2 separate regions of the Gossypium hirsutum genome follow, and region 1 is linked to region 2. Evidence: chromatin contacts called from public Hi-C data. All regions are on one chromosome and are shown on one strand. The core of a region is the stretch at or near the end of the contact, and the rest is flanking DNA. Distances in the headings are between cores, read along the strand shown.

Region 1 (3,912 bases), core at 1,372-3,871, 200 kb after region 2:
AATGATAAGCATTTGATGAAATTGGGTAATTTTTTTTTGAGTTAATTCAAATGACGAGTTCTATTTTATTATTTTAATTTATTTTAAATTTTTTTTGAATTGAGTAAAATAGTTTAAGTTAAATTAAAAAATTAAATATGTCAAATTAAAATTTTATTGCAAGATAATTAATCCCATGTTATAACACATAAATTTGAAAACTTTTTCAAAAATAATAATAATAAAATAAGATATTTTAGTATGATAAATTTGAATCATTAATTAACTTATTTAGGTTCCAAAATTATTATTTTAAATTTTTTTTTTGAAATTTTAACTTTCTTTATATTTTTTTTAAATTTTAATTTTTTAAAATATATAAATTTTAGAATTTTTATAAATATTTTGAATTTTAAAAATTATTTTTTAATTATTTTTTAAAATTTTTGTTGAGAGAGATCAATTTTTCAAGTTGACTCATTTAATTAATTCAAAATTTAAACTTTTTTTTAATCAAATTAAATTTTACTCATTTCAGTTAGAATTACTGTTTGAGGTGGCAATCACATTCACTTGAACATCATGATATCATCTCAAATATTCACCCTTCAAATTTACCCTTTTTTCACTTCATCAAGGGGCAAAGAAGCAATAAAAGAAAAACAAGCCCTTCAAATTATAATATATAAAAGTTAATATTATCCATCAGTTTCTTTAAATTTTGCTTATATTTAAAAAATCTAAAAAAAAATTTACTTAGGAAGGTAATAATGAAACACATGCATTATCATGAATAACTTGGGAATTAAGTTACGTTAAGCTACCAAATCCCGCTAAATTTCAGTCCTATAGATATTGCTATCATTTTAAGCATAATTATTGAGTTGAGTGTGAGTGGAAATCCAGCGTAACAAAACCAGCAAATATTAAAGCAACTAAAATCATTACTATTAATTTTGAAGCTTTTATGTCATCATCAACTACTTTAATTAAACAATTTATTTAAACATAATCAACTAAAAACTATAATATCCAGGGTGGATCTAAAGGGGTTTACAGGCCCCCGCACCTTAAAATAAAAAAAAATTCATTAATAATGATAAAATTAAATTTCGTCCTACTAAAAAATGATAAAATATATAAATCATTAAAATAATATAATTACAGTTTTATTATCATAAAAATATATAATTTAATTTTAATTTTCAAAATATTTTTTACTTTACTTTTACCCCTAAATTATATTTCTAAATCTGTCACTGTTCATATAAGCATAAATGGTAAACTTCATACAAGTTTTTTAATGGATCTTAAGCAATTTTAATTTTTGATTAAATTTTGCAATAATTTAAAAACTATATCATGTTGTGAATTTTTTTAAAAACAAAAAATCCAAGATTAAACCCCAAAAAGAGAAGAAAAAAAATACACATGAGACGGCATCCTCATTCCTCACTCCGTAGCAGATTAAACGCTAACACATGCTGATGCTATTTGCTTAAATGGTAAATACAACTTAATACAAAGGAAAAAGGCATATTTTGTATTTATCTAATATTTATGTTGATAAGATCATATGCAATAATTTATTCTTAATAAACTAATTAGAAAAACTTGAATTAAATAATTTTTAAATGGAATATAATCCAAAATTCAAATGGATGCCTTTTCCATTTTTTTTTAATATTTAAGAGAGAATAAAGCAGAAAATAAACAAATAGAAGAAAATCTTTTCTTGTTTTCATATATAGTTTAATATGGAATTTGTGGAATACCAAAGCATTTGTCTACGTCAATGTATAATTTCCATCTCTTTATTTCATATTTTTTATTTACTTTTTAAAAAAAATCAAATTAATAATAAAAGATAACATGGTGTGATACACAAATGTATTATCTACAAAAATCACTTAATACATACATTCTGAAATAATAATAATAATAATAATAATGTTACTTTCAAATTTTAAATTTACATTTTTTGTTCGAAAATATAATGCGACTTGCTATTATAGTGTTGTTCATTTGTTAGTTATAATTGAAAATTACGTGGGGAAGAAGTAAAAACAACGGAAGATCCCTATCTTATGTCAACAAATTCTTGAATTCATACTTATCAATTAATTTTGAAATGGAGTCAAAATTATCTTTAAATGGAGATAAAAATTTTAAATTTTGTTATATTATTCACCATATTCGAGTATAAATGTGTGTATGTCGTGGAATTGTTAGGTGAAAAACAGAGCAGAATCTTTATTTAAGGCCTGAAAAAGGGTGAAGGACAAATTAAAAAGCCAAGTAGAAGCTGCCATTAAAATCACAGGATCAACGACATCAACTGTTGAACAACCCATGAACAAGGCAACCAAATTCCCTGTCTTCAACCCCTTATGTGGCACGCTATGATAGGATCTTCAACACTCTCTTTTCACTCCGTGTGATTCAACTCCTCTTTACAAAATTATCACTCTTCCCCACACTTTATTGAAAGGTTGAGCTTTTTTTTTTTTTATAACACATTTGCAGGCGATGTCTCGGTGTGTTGAATGCAAATCCCTGCACTATAATATTTTTCTTTCATTTCTTTGTAGAGAGATTAGAAAGGTACAACAAATAAAAATCCAAATACAATCTCACTCTTTTAGTAATATAATTATGTTTCTTTTTCTGGGTTCTCTTTTTTACTACTAGGGTGTGTCTGCAATTTTCTTTTTTGTTCATTCATTTTTGGGGGGTTTATGCTTTGCATTGGCTGGACAGATGTGAAACACTTTTTTCTCTGGTGAAGCACGTTTTCTGTATAAATTTCCTATTTTTAGATATCTCTTTGGGAAAGACTTGGTTTTTACCTTTACCCCATATTTGAAAATCCCATGAACTTGTGGTTCTTCTCTCTTCTACCTTTGTTGCCCTCTCCCTCTGAATTACTATCATTAGGTTCCTATCTATATTAATTCAAATCACCTCCTAGTCAAACAAGAAACCTTTTCTTCTTTGTGCTTTCTCATTTCTTATTGCTGCAAAAATTTTGTGTGAACAGGTTACATGTTTGTTTTCAAGGGTATGCATATTGAAAATGAAATCATTCAACCTTTTTCTTCAATGTCAAGGAAATTGTTGGAATTCATGTTTGTTTGTTTATTTCTCTGTTGCCTTTTTGAATGGGACCATGTAAGTAGGGGTCCATATATCTTGTGAAATATATATAAAGGCAAAGTGACATGTAGGTGGTGGTTGGTATTTAGATCTACATGTTTTTTTTTAACACCTTTCAAGGGTCTTGTCTTAGGGTCAGCATTGCTTTCATGGTCTTTTGTGATGTTGCATTGCCTTGTTGATTTTGTATCACTTGTGCTTGAGCGTATATGTTGATTGGTGGCATTCCGAATTTTGCAGTAGCTAGATTATTTCTGAAATCATGAAGCAAAAAGATGAAAAGAATCAGTCCCAATCTGATAGAGCTTTGAAGATTATCCCTGTAACGTTACTGGTTTTCGCGTTATGCGGGTTATCGTTCTATCTTGGTGGAATCTTCTGTTCTGAGAAAAGCTTATTGGAAGGGAAGATAGTCCAAGAGCTTTCCAAGGCTGTTTCTTCGCCCGAATATTCTGCAGAAAATGCCCTTCAAATCAAATCTGTTACCTTCTCGGAATGCAGCATCGATTATCAAGACTACACTCCATGCACCGATCCCAGGGTAACGGCACATGATCATTCCTCTAATGGTGTTGCAAGATGCTTAGTTTTTAATGCTATACTGATATGACTTATGTTTGTTGCTACAGAGGTGGAAGAAGTACGGTTACCGTCGGCTTACTTTCTTGGAACGCCACTGTCCTCCGCTGTATGAGAGGAAGGAATGCTTGGTTCCACCCCTGTAGGATACAAACCACCAATCAGATGGCCAAAGAGTCGGAAAGAATGTTGGTACAG
Region 2 (4,206 bases), core at 654-3,153:
CAAAGAAACGGATGAGAAGACAAATATTGTTGCTTTCTTAGTGCAAAAAAACTTCTTTCAAAAATTTCTAACATTGTCAAAGAAGTATTTTAGTTCTTGATCCTGTTTAAGTTACAGCTCTTCCCTATAAAACAGACATTTCAAAATCTTATGGCCTCCTCCTTATGGCTTTAGCCTTGACTTAAAACACAACAATTATTCTATACTGATAAAAATAGTGACAGGATGACAGACAGAGCTCCCATATTTTCAAAAGATGTATTATTTGGAGCAATAAAGCTTTAATACCTTTCAATAATTTCAACAGAACCAAAAAAGAAGTAATACCAACCTCAGTAGGATCCATTTGGGCCATGATAGCAGTCAATGGATCATCTCTTTTTAAGCGACTCTCTTCATTCGGCATTATAGCATCCTTCAATGGACAATCACGATCACCACTCTGGTGACCATAATTTCCGCATCTAAGACATTTTACATTACGGACTTCAACAGCAAATGGTTTAACCCTACCAGGAACACCAGTCTCCAGCCTGAAAGTTCCATCATCGTGTCAAATAGAAGTTATAAAATGTATTTTCATGTTATAATAATGTAATCATGAGATGAATATATTTTGCCCTTGTTATAAGATGGTTAGTTTTAACATTCCTTAAAAAGATGTAGCTTGAGCTTCCTCATGTGAGTAAGCCAGTTTCATTGCTCAGTACAACAATAAAATTCATTTGCACAGCGTGACCATGGAAAAAAACAATCAAATAGCTTATTTCAGCAATAGAAATCAAATCAAATCAAATCAAATCGAACTGTCTGCTTTTTTCCATAATAGATCATATCTTCTTTGGTTTACTAGCCAAGATTGTGCGGTAGTGCATGCAGGTATATTCAATTTACCATTGGTTAATATGCAGAAGCTACTATTGATACATACCGTGGAGCGTTTTTAAGAACTTCAAACTCTTCCTCTGTTGGTAAAGAACGTCCAAAAACATCTTTAGGTCTTGATTTCCGTTTCTCTTGAGTAGTAGCACCTCCACCGGGCAAAGATTCCGGCTGCCTGCAAGATGAAGCTAATAAATTGAGAAAGCCATTTCACAAATATGAAAATTAGCTTAAAATAAAACAAGGAAAACACATGAAAAGTTTTATATTCAAATCAAAATTACATTGCTGTGGAAGGCACATCGGTAGAATGATCATCGGATACGTTGTTATGATCAGTTTTTTTCCTCTCATCAGCAATCTCGGCCGCTTTGGCACTTTCAGCATTATAACCAGGCGGACGAACATACATAAAGCTAACAGCTTTCATCATCTCCACCTAGGAATTCAATAAGGGTTTTCGGGTAATTTAGTCCCCAAAAGAATGAAGATAGAAATCAAGGGAAACCACTTAGATAGGATCATATTCAAAACCTTTTCCTTCTCTTTTTTGGAAATTAGAGCCGTCTGGCGAAAGAATTCTTGCTCTTGGGCATACTGCATCAAAGCATAAGATAGAATGCTTAGTGCTAGGGCAAGTGAGAGAGAGAGAGAGTAGTAGAATAATAAATAAAAAGAAAGACCAACCTCGCGAGCGACTTCATCGGCACGGCGCACGCGCTGGGCATGGGTCTGCTCAGCGATCCATTTGCGGCGTTGGTTAGGGTAGGAGAGGGGATGCCATGGTTTCTGGTTGAGATAGGAATGGCTCCAAGCGGTGCCGGCTTTTGTCTTGTAGTCAACTTCGGCGGAAGAGCCAGGCTTGTTGTCATCGGGGAACTTCTTTCTCAGCCTTATTCCTCCCCCCTCCTCTCCGATTCCATCCATCCTATCACTCGCGATTTTCTTCTTTCAATAAAATTTTCTTTGTATTACCAAAATAGGAGTATCAGATTTCGTCGTCCTCTTCTACTCCCATTCCCAAATTTTCTAATATCTAGTGCCAGATTCGGGACTTGGGATTGCCGGATCGGGCTGGCCCACCCAGTCTTTATGGGCCTATCGATTTTATGATTGTCCACTCTTCCCTTCTAATTATCAAATCAAGCCTGCTGTAGTTTTTCAAGCGTTCAATATTTATAGGTTAATGGGCCTTCAATTTTTTTCAAAAAATTTTAATTAAGGTCTTTCAATCAGCAACGATAATGTGGTCATTAATAGGCACCCACGTCATCACCATTTACCGACGTGGTAGTGACACATCATCACTAGTCGCTAACATGTCGGTTCCATCTCATCACTAAAGGCACATCATCACTAAAGGTTGATGTTGATGTGATAGTGAAAAAAATTCTTAAAATTATTTTTTAAGATTAATTTACAATGAATTTGGACAAACAATTCTTTAGATTTATTTTGGAATTATAAAAAATAAAAAATTATAAAAAATGGAAATTTATAATATTTATTATAAATTAATTAAAAACCATAAATTTTATAAAATTTATAAAAAAAATTTATTAAAAATCATAAAAATTAATAATGTATATTTTATAAAAAAATGGTTAGAAATTAACTATAAACCATAAAAACTATTAAAATAAATTAAATATTTTATAAAATTTTATAAAAAAATATTTTTCTCATTTGTATTAAAGTATAGCTATTGATCATTAATTAAAAAAAAACCATTGATGATTAACAAGGCCTAACATTTTTGAAGAACTTTTAATAGTTTACAAGAGAAAAAAAATATATCAATGTTTGATATACTTGGAAATAAGTTATACTAGTGAAATAATTTAATATAAATGAGCAAATAATTTTTGTAAAACTTTATGAAAATAAATTATTTTTCTAAAATTTTATGTTTTAATTAATTTCTAACAATTTTATAAATATTTTTTTCTAATTTTTTGTGATTTTTAATAACTTATTTTTAAAAAATTATTTTTAATTAATTTCTAATAATTATTATAAATTTTAATATTTTTTTGTAATTTTATCATTTTTTATGTTTTTTATAATTCTAAAAAGAATCTAGACAGATAAGATGTCTATTTTCAAATGAACTTGAACAACCGTATGTCTAGATTCATCATGTATTATTTAAAATAATTTTAAAATGTTCTAATTTTTTTTTTTGCTAATGTGGCACTATCACATCAACGATCAGTGGTGATGTGGTATTGTCATGTCAGCAAACGGTGCTGATGTGACGTCTGCTGACGATCACGTCAAAAGACTTATTTAGCAAATTTTGTTAGTTCAGAGGTTCAATTGAATGCAAAAAAATCATAGGGGCTTAATTAATTTTTTTTGAAAAAGTGCAAGAGTCAAAAATGTCATTATGCGTATTGTTACCATTAATAGTTTTTTTAATTCTTTTTATAATTTAATATATACCTCAAATTTTAATTAATTCATAAAATTTGAAATTTCTACTAATTTTTATGAGTTTTGTATGTTGCAATACATTTAAGGTGGAATAAGTCAAGTTTTGTCTCGATTCAACATTATTGATTTAAGGGATTTGGTACAATTGATCTGGCCTAATCCTTAAGATATGTTCCTTCAAATGGATTAATCTTCATTGATGATGTGAATGATTCCACAATATCAGCATAGTCCAAAGATTTTATTTTAATAAATTGCCAACATCAAATATAGCAAGTAACACTTTGTCACTGTGGTGATAGAAGTAGACACTTCCAGTGGCACATAATCAGCCACTTCAAAACTTGCTTCAACAATTAATGAAAACGTAAAAATATCAAAACCCAAATAGAACACATTAAATTAAGGAGGGTAATAGAGCGGAATAAGAGAAAATATTGTCAAATCTATCACTGTTATATTATTTACATGATTTTTCGTGCCCTAGCCCTACTTTGCTATGGTGAATGTTTTAAGCCGTGTATGAAATTATATGAAAACGATAGATTTGATCTTTGGATAATGCATGCATTTGAAAATAATTTTATGTAGTGAGTTTGCATGTATATTAATGGTATTGTGGTAAGATATATGTTAAGCTATTGAATGACATAATTTGAATATGATTTTGGTTGAATTTGGAATGTTAAATATAAATGTTAAACTATGTTTGTATAGTTGATGAATACTTAAGTTGTTATGATTATCAAAGTGTCCTTTTCATGTGGAATAGCTTAAATGCTCATGTGGTTGGTTAAATGTATGTGTTGGCATGTGTTTAAGTTGGTTTTGTGCAGGTTTAAATGGCCAAATATGCACAATTTGAGCAATGGTTTGGCTTGGCCCAAA

Evidence for each region. A called contact is a pair of places that touch in the nucleus more often than the background predicts.
Region 1: a Hi-C map of leaf shows a contact between it and region 2, with 4 times the contacts expected there. The contact joins the promoter of LOC107929460 here to the promoter of LOC107929455 in region 2. A contact is called at or near these places in 6 of 34 Hi-C or Micro-C datasets (hypocotyl, leaf and seedling).

What each region holds. Positions count from the first base shown.
Region 1 is chrA08:110,525,934-110,529,845 of Gossypium_hirsutum_v2.1, forward strand. It overlaps LOC107929460 (probable methyltransferase PMT21), which reads left to right and starts at 2,622. Exons shown (of 9, transcript XM_016860889.2): 1 at 2,622-2,761; 2 at 3,376-3,676; 3 at 3,765-3,849; 4 at 3,852-3,912. The coding sequence starts at 3,398.
Region 2 is chrA08:110,331,327-110,335,532 of Gossypium_hirsutum_v2.1, forward strand. It overlaps LOC107929455, which reads right to left and starts at 1,904. Exons shown (of 7, transcript XM_016860882.2): 1 at 1,570-1,904; 2 at 1,417-1,479; 3 at 1,167-1,321; 4 at 932-1,057; 5 at 332-533. The coding sequence starts at 1,809.